3 separate regions of the Mus musculus genome follow, and regions 2 and 3 are each linked to region 1. The links are chromatin contacts, called in public Hi-C maps. All regions are on one chromosome and are shown on one strand. Each heading gives the region's core, a stretch centred on a gene start, on an enhancer-like site or on the middle of the called end of the contact. The rest is flanking DNA. Distances are from core to core; before and after follow the strand shown.

Region 1 (3,486 bases), core at 216-2,715:
CTGTGAAGAGACACCATGACCACAGCACTCTTATAAAGGCAAACATTTAATTGGTGCTGGCTTACAGTTTGAGAGGTTTAGTCTATTATCGTCGTGGTAATGTTCACGCACACATGGTGCTGGAGAGAGAGCTGAGAGCTCTACATCTTGATCTACAGGCAGTAGAAGGAGACTGTGTGTCACATGAGACTTAGCTTGAGCATGGGGGACATCAAAACCCACCCCCACAATGACACACTTCCCCTAACAAGGCCACACCTATGGGCCAAGCATTCAAGCTATGAGTCTGTAGGGACTATACCCATTCAAACCACCACATACAGATTCCTAAGGAAAACTTACTTTCTTTTGTGGCTTCTTCAGTTGCCAGGGAAAAGGAACCCAGGTTCTACATCTTCTAAATTTTTTCTAAATTAAAACATATTAATTATAAATAGTATTCAGGGACAGTGAGATATATCTATACATGTACAGAGCATGCATTGATCAAGTCCAACCTCCCCCTTTCTGCCTCCACTCCCCTCCCTCAAATCCTAGCAACTACTGCTCTGCTTTTAAGGCTTTGATACTCCCACAGATGAAACTCACTTATCTTTCTGTACCTGGCTTGTTTCATTTACTAGGTCATCCAGTTCCATCGACTTTAATGCAAATGGCAGGATTTCCTTCTTGTTGACGGGTGAATAATACTCTTCCTTGTATATATGGTCTTAGCTATTATGATTAGCACTGTAATAAACATGGGAGCTCAGCTTCATTTCCTTTGAAAATATACGCCAGTGTGATGTTGGTGGGACTTACAGAACTGGCTTCAGGGTTTTTTGAGGGTTGGTTTTTTTGGGGGGAGTGGGGTCAGGGTAGGGTGGGGTGGAGAGTGGGGCGGAGCTTTTCATATGGCTCTCCATCTGTCGTGGCTGGACTAACTTATGCGCATTACAGTTGCTTCCCCCCACCCCCCACCTCACATGTTCACCATCATTTGTCTCTTAAAAATAATAAGAACAGCCTTTCTACGTGCCCCCAACTCTTTTCAAAGCCTACGATGTTCTTTTACCCACTTTAATTTTAAGCTTCTGTGGGTCATTAGTCTTGGGACTGAAAAGGCTCCAACCCTTCTTCTTGAAGAGGTGGCGGAGGGCTTGGGATACCATCTGATCATTTCCCAGTCTTTCCCATCCTGCATTTCCTTTTCTGGGCAAAGCTGCACACAGCCCATCTGGTAGGGCAAACGGGGAGCCATAATCTGAGCCCGTGGAAGGATCACGGTTCCCGGTCATTTCCCAGGTTTCGCTGTTATTACTGACAAGGTGGGTGGAGGAGAGTTGCCATGCATCTCATTGCATCAATATTTGATTTCCTCTCTGCTCCTGGCTACCCTCCCAGCTTTGATCTCTGCCTCAGGGCCAGCGCCAGACAGGTGACTTTCATAATGCAAATCAGGGTCAGTCTGCTCTCTGCTCAGGCATTGATCCCTGGCTGAGGAGAAGCTGGCAGGGAGCACCGTGGACCCCAGTCCCTGCTCACCCACGGACTCTCTGCGACCTTGCACAAGGTGGAATTCTGCAGAGGGCCGTCCTTTTTTTGCTCTGGCAGCAGTTATTAAACTATCTGAGATCTGGTCATTTACACTATGAGAGCTTTAGAAGAGCTCCGTGGGAAAGGCCGGCTTGCTTACAGATTGCGCCTGTGTACTTTCCCTTGCTCAAATAGAAGTTAAGTGGCTAAGTTTAGCACAAGGTCATTGGGAAACAGCGGGTTTCCGCCTTTTGTCCCGGGGGCTTCTTTTATTGACTTCGGTGGGTGGAATTATTCCCGCTCTTTCATTCCCCGAAGGTGTTACTTCCTTGGCAGTCCGTGCTGACCACACTGAGGCTTACCCTGGGTACTCCTGTAAGGAGGAAGCAGGATGCAAAAGACAAGAGGCAATTCTTCACTATGAGAAGCACAGGGTGAGCAAGAACGAGGAGTGAAGCCAGTTAGCGAGCACATCAGTCCTGCTGCTCACTGAGAGAAGAGAGGTATCATGTCTGAAGAAGAACCAGGGAGTGGTAGATACCCCTGTTTTCAGGGATGACCAAAACTTTAATCACTGAAAGGTAGTACAGATAGAATTCTCATATTTGAGACTCTGAGGGTAAGTTATGTCACATGCTGCCCTCATTAGCTTAAGCAAATTTAGATTCATGAACAAAAAAAAATTTTTTTAAACATTTCTCACTATACTACAGAGCCGTGAAATCTTGGTTGGTACAAATATTTATCTGTGGCAGATCTTCTGGAAACTTCTCTTCTAGATGGTGATTAGGTAACTAACGCAGGTTTTCATAGGCCAGATTTTAAAGTGTTTATATTATTAGGAAAAAGCCAGCCTTAAGTGGTTTCCCATAAAAGAGATATTTTGGGGCTCTCCCTCCCAATCCATAGATGCATATGCTCAGGTTGTCTGTTATTGCACAACAACTACTACAAAATGCAGTGGTCCCAAATGACCACGATCACTCACTCTGGTTCTGTAGCTCGATGAGACTGCATTCCATGCTGCTTTAGGTAGCTACAGTCCTTATAGAAGCTGGGTGAGACTGGCCCCAAGGCAGCGGGCTCCCATGGCCAGTGTCGGCTGCTGGCTGCGAGTTCAGATGAGGCTGTGTCTTGAGTAGCTGTGTGTAGGTAGACTTGGGTTTCTCTTGGCATGGCTGAAGAGATCTAAGAGAGAACAGTCTAACAGGCTTTTACAGATGTGCTAAAGCTTGTGTGACGCATTCCTGGAGACCCACAGTCACATACAGCACACATGACATCAACACATGACATCAGATGCCAAGGGTCTGAAAAGTACAGGGACACCTTGTGGCCTGTTGGGTTGAAAGGCCCATCTTTGGCAACTGGGTGCCTTAAAGCCCTCTTTGGCTCGCCTTTAGTTTCTGCTCCCTCATATCTTGAATTGCTTATGATCTTGCCCAAATGCTTTGCCCTGTCTGTCTAGATATTCCCATGATGCCCTTTCATTCCCTGCCTCTACTTGTACAGAGTTCATTGTCCTTCTCACCAATTTCAAGTTGTTGCTGGAGGACTTTCACTGGTTCAGAAATTTTACTGGGAAGCCTGCAGATTACATCATCAATCTCTGATATGTTTAGTCATAGGAAGACTTAGGTGGAGTCTTGAGTGTTGAATCCAACAACCCAGATTTGGCTTTCATTAGGATCATGAGAGGCCCAGTCGCTCTAGGAGACATGGGAGGTACAAATTACTATAGCTTTGCCCTTGTTCCTGAGATTTGTCAGTGAACTAGTGCAGCTGTAAAAAGACCTAACTATAGAGAGAGCAATCAGTCCCACCACCTGAACGAAGGAGCTAACATTCATCTGGTCATTTGTCATCCTTTAAATTGGCTGCATAACTCTTGTGGGCAGTTTCTAAAAGTCCTGGCCATTAACCTGGCCTTCCCTGCTTCCGACCCAGAGAACATACTCCTGTTTCTGTCTA
Region 2 (3,244 bases), core at 223-2,722, 740 kb after region 1:
GGTTAAAAGCATTTATTGTTCATCCACAGGACCTGAATTCAGTTCCTAGTATGCCCATTGGTGGTTCACAGCCATCTATAACTGGCCTTGAATGTGAGTGTGTGTGTGTGTGTGTGTGTGTGTGTGTGTGTGTGTGTGTACAATTAAAAATAAAATATAAAATAAATCTCTTTTTTTTTTAAGTGCTACTCTACAGTCTGACAACCCAATGCTGGTGAAATTTTAAATCTTTTTTGTTCTCCCCAAAGGAGAAGAGTGGCTGGGACCCGGATGTTTCCAGTGGATATGGTGTGGACAAAAGTTCAAGTCTTGTTCTGTTTTCTTGTCTTATTTCTGTTTCCAACCAACTTAACAGTGACCCTTATTTACAATTAGAAACAAGAGGAAAGGAAACATGCCTATGGTGTGTTATGAGGGGACAAGAAAACCAAGACAGGGAATGTTCTAGAAAAGGCAGGATACAAAGGTCCTGGAGGAAAGTTGGGTTTCAGAAATAGCAAGAAAACATCACCTGTGTAAGGGGAATGTGGTGAAATAGAGGGACAGAGCCATCCAGCCCTGTCCCAGGCCTGTTTAGGGAACATGCCAGGAGGACAGTCCCATGCCCCCTCACAGACGCTTCCACTTGCTCACTAGCACTACATTCAAACCAGCTGAAGCCAGGGTAGAAGCATTTGCCTACATCACAGATACTCAGGAGGCGGAGATGGAAGGATGGTGTATGCTAAGAACACCAAGCCAGCTTCGTATTTGCTCCAGGAAGAGCCATTCAGTTGAGGAGTTGCCTTCAGCCGACTGTCTCCTTGGCGTGTCTGTGGGGCATGTTCTCAGTTGCTAATTGATATAGGAGGGCCCAGCCCACTGCAGGTGGGGTCATTCCTAGGCAGATGGGCCGAGGTTATATTAGAAAGGTAGCTTAGCTGAGTGTGAGACTGAGAGCAACTGGTAGGCAGTGTTCCTTCACGGTCTCTGCTTCAACTCCTGCCCCCAGGTCCCTTCCTCGAGTTTCTTCCTTGACTTCCCTCCATGATGGAACTTATGAGCCATCTAAGTCCTTTCTTCCCCAGAAAGTTGTTTTGGGTCAATGTTTTATCACAGTCACAGACAGCAAATTAGAATAGGGAGCACACGGTGTACCTTAGACTCCAGACATAAACAACTGACATTTTCCCGAAATTGCATAAAGCATAAATAGTGGCCATTGCAAGAACTATGATTTATAGCTCTGTACCACATCAACTTCTACCCAAAAGATCGGTAGGCCTGTTTCCACCCACTCCTGTTGTTTCAGTATTCAGCAGCCTCTGTAACCAGAACGCTCTCCCTCTCTCTCGAGCTCCAGCGAGTGTGCTGTGGCTAAGCACTACCAGGCCGTGACCTTCCACCTACAACTGGGGCCCAAGGAACCAGGGAAAGAACTTTGCGCTATCTGATCTGGCTAAGCCTGTTGCTTTTTAAGCCAGAGTGGCTCAACTGAAATCAGTGGAGCTAATTAACAGGGTGTGACTGGGCTTGGCCTCCAGAATGAAGGAGGGAGGGAGCCGTACAGATTGTCCCTTTCGCAATACCTGCATTGCAAAATTGGCGTTGGTCTCCACTTCCCTTCTCATGCCTTCTAGCTTTGGATATAAAATCCCAGTAGGAAGCCAGGTGCAGGGCCTCATGACTGTAATCCTAGCTCTTAGGACTTGGAAGCAGGAGGGAGAGTCAAGGCCAGTCTCAGTTATAGGCCTGTCTGGAGATAAGCCAGGGATGTTTGAAACATCTTACAGTGCACAGGACAGCTCACCAAAAGAGAACCACACAAGTCCAAATCCTAACTCCTACTGAAATCAGGCAAGGCTGGAGAAAGGGCTCGGTGGGTAGCACTCACTATTCGAGAATGAATTTGCATCCCCAGAACCCACATAAAGCAAGGTGTCATAAAGCGTTCCTCTGCAGTCCAGTGAGAGATGGGAGGCAGAGCCAGAACAATCTCCGTAAGCTGGTGAGCCTGCTAGCCTGATGTATGCAGAAGAAAATGGCGCTGAGACTGTTCAATAAGGTGGAAGGCGAGCGACAAGGCGCAAGGTCATCCTTTAACTTCCACACGAGTGCCCACGTTCACACACGTGAATTCAAGAGTGTGTACACACGCATGCACACACATTCATAAGAAAGCAAGAAAAAGAAAGTAAAATACTTAAGGATTTTTCCTGTGCCATGTGATGCACGCACGCACGCACTCGCGCATGCGCTCACGTACTTGCATATATGAGCGCCATTAAATTCTCTCTCCTACTCTACAAAACGATACTCACTTCCCAGCTGAGGAAACGAAGCCTGTAAGGACTTCACTCTGATAAGTAACTGGCAGAGGAGGAATCTGAATTTGAGTCTGGCTAAGTCTTGCTGGTTGGCAAGAACCTATCAGTTTCTGTCACGTCCATGTGCCCCATGCATCGCAGAAGTTAGGGCCTAATGAAGTTTGCCAGAAATACACTTGAAGTAGGAAAGAGTGAGTAAGCGACCATGGCCTTTGGTTCCGACATTGTTTCTCCCATAGCCCCTCCCGAATATAAAGTTCCTCACAATCTCCTTCTAGGGTTAAAGCAAGGCAATGTAGCATGGCAGAAATAGAAGGCTCCCCAAGCCAACCTGAGTCAAAATAGAACTTTATGGTAAGATTGCACAGGCAAAGCTGGATCGTGGTGGCACATGCCTTTAACTCCAGCACTCGGGAGGCAGAAGAAAGCAGAGGCAGGCAGATCTCTGTGAGTTTGAGGCCAGCCTGGTCTACAGAATGAATTCCAGAACAGCCAAAGGTACACAGAGAAACTCTGTCTCAAAAATAATATAAAATAAATACAAATAAATGAATGCAGAGATATTCTAGAAACTGGTAATAACCAGGACTCGGAGGCTTAAAAGGCCACCAGGCACCAGAGTGACAAACGTATACTCCATGCATCTCTGAATTTACGTTCTCTCTCCTAACCGCTTGCTCATGGCTAGGAAAGCGTCCATGGCTTTGAGTCTAAGGCTACATGGCCTCGTACCTATGCTCCTTGTAGCTAAGTAAGTCTCAATCTTAGTCCATCTTCTGCTACTGTCACAGAGCGATCAATCTGGAGAGATTTATGAGAAGCAGAGATATATTTAGCTTTGGTCTAGAGGCTTGAAGTCCAAGATGGGATGACTCTATCTGAGCTGTAACTGTCAGAACTTCACTCAATACACAAAGAAAAGAATGGCCAGGGCTGAA
Region 3 (3,093 bases), core at 426-2,925, 960 kb after region 1:
CCTGCATACTGAGAGGCACATCTGCTAAAACAGGAGCAGACCAAGCAGAAAGCCCTAAGTGACTAAGTAGCCATGAAAGGATCACAGCAAGGGAAGGGAGCTCGGGCTAAAATGACCAGAGTCACTATTGCTCTCCTTAACAGCTTAGCTGGGCCTGACCTACAGAATGGGGAAGAACAAGTGAGCTGGTTCAAGCAACAATTTTGCTACTTAGTAGCTTTGCAACCACAGGCAAGTTTTCAGTTCCCTGCTCCCTGATTTCCAGGCATCAGGATTAGAGATGACGAGAGATTTTTGTCTCAGCATTGTTTCTTGGGCAAAGCTGGACGATACAGTCAAAGCACACAGCCCAGAGACTGACACAATGTCAAGTCTTAATAAGCATTAGATAGGAACAGTTCTGGTTAACAAGCTATGATGCGGGGAAGGGGGTTGGGGAGAGTGGAGGTGGAGACACCAGTGGCCACTCTTCAAGGGGCTGGTGGGTGCAGGTAGAATCCCCAGCCAGTCTTTCAGGTGGAAAGGAAGCTGAGCCTAGCCCCAAGGCTGACAACACTAAACAACGTAGGCCATTTGACTTAAAAGCATCCTAAATGCAAAGTGGGTGGGATGTTTTCCCATCCACAGAAGGCAAGGAGCCTTCCATACTTCACACATTGGGAAAACAATACCAAGACAGGTATAGAAGAGGAAAGACCACAAAAAGCAAAGCGCCTGACACCCCCTAGATGCCTGCACCACCATTTCCTGAACCAACTCAGTGCTTCCAAGTAGAATGTATAATGACTTGCTTTGAGATGATGCTCACTGGGTGCCCTTCATGCAGGACTTCCTCCACATAATCTCATCCCAACTCGACTGGAAAGCAGATAGATATTTAACTATAGCTATGATTCTCCAATCTAGCTGCACCCCAGGATCAACTAAGGATTTTTCTATTCTCTTTTTCTTTTGGAGGCGGGGTCTTGCCACTTACCATAGTCTAAACTGGAACGCTCTTGGAGTGACTCTAGACTCTCCCTCCACCTTTCGATCTCTACTTCCTGAGTCATTGGTCCTCAACCTGTGAAGGGTGGTGTCAAATGACCTTTTCACAGTGGTCATCTGAGACCATTGGAAACCACAGATACTTATATTACGATTCATAACAGTAGCAAAATTACAGTTATGGAGTAGTAAAGGAAATAACTTTATGGTTAGGGGTCACCATGACATGAGGGACTGTATTAAAGGGTCGCAGCATTGAGAAGGTTGAAGACCATTGCTCTGAGACCTTCCGATGCCTCCTGAAGGCTGGTGATCAGGGAGTGCTCTGGAAGATAAGCCTCAGGAGGGCAACGACTTCTGTCGTGATATCAATGCTGATTCACCAGTGGAGAATGCAGGCTGGCATAATCCAGGCACGTCGTCCAATAAATATTTGTTAAATGACATCCAGTCAGGGGGAGGAAGGAATTGGACTCAGAGGGCCCCATCACCTCTAGCGGTATTTGCCTAGTTCTGTGAATTTGCATAGTTCCGTACATGCTACGTCACTCACCAACCTATAGTAAATCCCACGAGATTTACTGGAGACTTCGTATTTCACAACCTGCCTTCCCAGCACTCAAACCAGCTCACCACAGCAAGCTCAGGAACACCCTACGGCGGGCACAAAGGTCTCCAGTTTCCAAATCCAGACTTCATACCACCAGCATGGCGTGTCTGTTTTCCTCACATGGGTAACTATTGGCTAGTCTTCCCCAACCATGCATCCAAACCACTACCGAGGGACTTTGCTCTGATCCTCCTCAGCACCGCGAGCACTCCATAAATACCTGTGGAATGAATGGCCAACACCTGGCTGGGTGGGACTGATAAATGCCAGGGGCCCTTCTGCACCTCAAGCTTGCCGAAACCCCCATATTCTCCAGCAGCTAAAGGGAAAGAGATGGAGGGAAGTGACGTGCCCACAAAGCAGTTACAAGAGAATACTCCTTAGCCCCACCATGACAGGCACAAACTCATTACTCCTGCTTCATGTGCACCGTCCTGGTGCCAGCTCACCCGAAAGTCACTCCACTCAAGAAATTCCAAAGAAGGGCTTGCCTCTGATAAGACCCAGGAGGAAAAGTTTATTGATTTATTTATATAGTGAGTGCTGCCAAGATGGTTGGCAAGCACCCATGTCAGCCTGGTTCAAGGGAGCTGTGGCCATTGAGAGACTTTAGCTGGGAAGGAGGAAACAGTGGGGTTAATTCCTCTGCTAAAACAGGTGGATAAATAAGTCTACCTAGTGAGTAATGGCTTCACTTGGAAAGCCTGGTATTAGACAGGGCGCTGTGATCATACACATTAGTAATATCTCTTTCAAACAAACTTTTGGGTGGGCGTGGCGTATTTTACATCTCCCTATTTTACAGTTAAGGAGAAGAAGTCAGTTCAATGTCACTTGTGAGTGGCTATAGTATCCGATGTAACTTGGTGTCCTCCAGTGATCTTTATGAAGTTCAGGGAACCGTGGGATGGGTTGTATTTATGGTGAGCTACAGCCATGCACGTGTTTTCCCCTAAGAGAGACGGAGTATGTACAATGACAGCTATGTCTGTTTCTTTTGCTGTATCTATTTACTAAAGTCCCTTCCCTTTGGTTTCCCTTTCTCTCAGAACTCAAGCTGCATTGGTTCACACTTACAAACCATTCCTGAAGCACACAGAGAAAGGCTCAGGGAGCTTGATAAAGCCACCATCGAGGCAGGGTGGGAAGGTTATTTCCACCATCTCATTCGAGCAGACACCTGACGCCTGGCTCTTGACATCTTATCCCTCCATGTCCTTTGCCAATCATTGGTGAATCCCAGGGATACTCCAATGACTGGCCCAGGGACAGGAGAAGCCAAGGTGTTGGGTGGGGGTGGGGGTGGGGCTGGGGGAGAGACTGCCACCAAACCCTGCCTGGACAACAGCAGGCAGCCGACTGGGGACATTCAGCAGCTGCTGCCTGCCTGGTGTCCCTGCTGCCAGCCAGTGATGAATGGCGGGCTAAGAAAAAAAAAGAAAAAGCCAACAAAGGTGTCCCTAATCTTGACACAGCTTCATTTCCCCCCTCCCTGG

What was found. A called contact is a pair of places that touch in the nucleus more often than the background predicts.
Region 2: a Hi-C map of liver shows a contact between it and region 1, with 3 times the contacts expected there. The contact joins two enhancer-like sites. A contact is called at or near these places in 1 of 484 Hi-C or Micro-C datasets (liver) and 1 of 9 other capture datasets (embryonic stem cells).
Region 3: a Hi-C map of liver shows a contact between it and region 1, with 2.2 times the contacts expected there. The contact joins two enhancer-like sites. A contact is called at or near these places in 1 of 39 promoter capture datasets (liver), 1 of 484 Hi-C or Micro-C datasets (liver) and 1 of 9 other capture datasets (embryonic stem cells).

What each region holds. Positions count from the first base shown.
Region 1 is chr11:35,005,631-35,009,116 of GRCm38.p6, forward strand. No RefSeq gene overlaps it. Among named protein-coding and RNA genes, the nearest start is that of Gm33277, 66 kb to the left of the region's middle. Within about 2 kb of position 1,466, at least 16 of the 459 cell types and tissues checked have an H3K27ac peak or open chromatin away from gene starts, as enhancers often do. A contact at or near this core is called in liver, where this site is marked.
Region 2 is chr11:35,749,264-35,752,507 of GRCm38.p6, forward strand. No RefSeq gene overlaps it. Among named protein-coding and RNA genes, the nearest start is that of Pank3, 19 kb to the right of the region's middle. Within about 2 kb of position 1,473, at least 58 of the 459 cell types and tissues checked have an H3K27ac peak or open chromatin away from gene starts, as enhancers often do. A contact at or near this core is called in liver, where this site is marked.
Region 3 is chr11:35,969,481-35,972,573 of GRCm38.p6, forward strand. All of the region lies in intron 1 of Wwc1 (WW, C2 and coiled-coil domain containing 1), which reads right to left. Among named protein-coding and RNA genes, the nearest start is that of Wwc1, 9.5 kb to the right of the region's middle. Within about 2 kb of position 1,676, at least 61 of the 459 cell types and tissues checked have an H3K27ac peak or open chromatin away from gene starts, as enhancers often do. A contact at or near this core is called in liver, where this site is marked.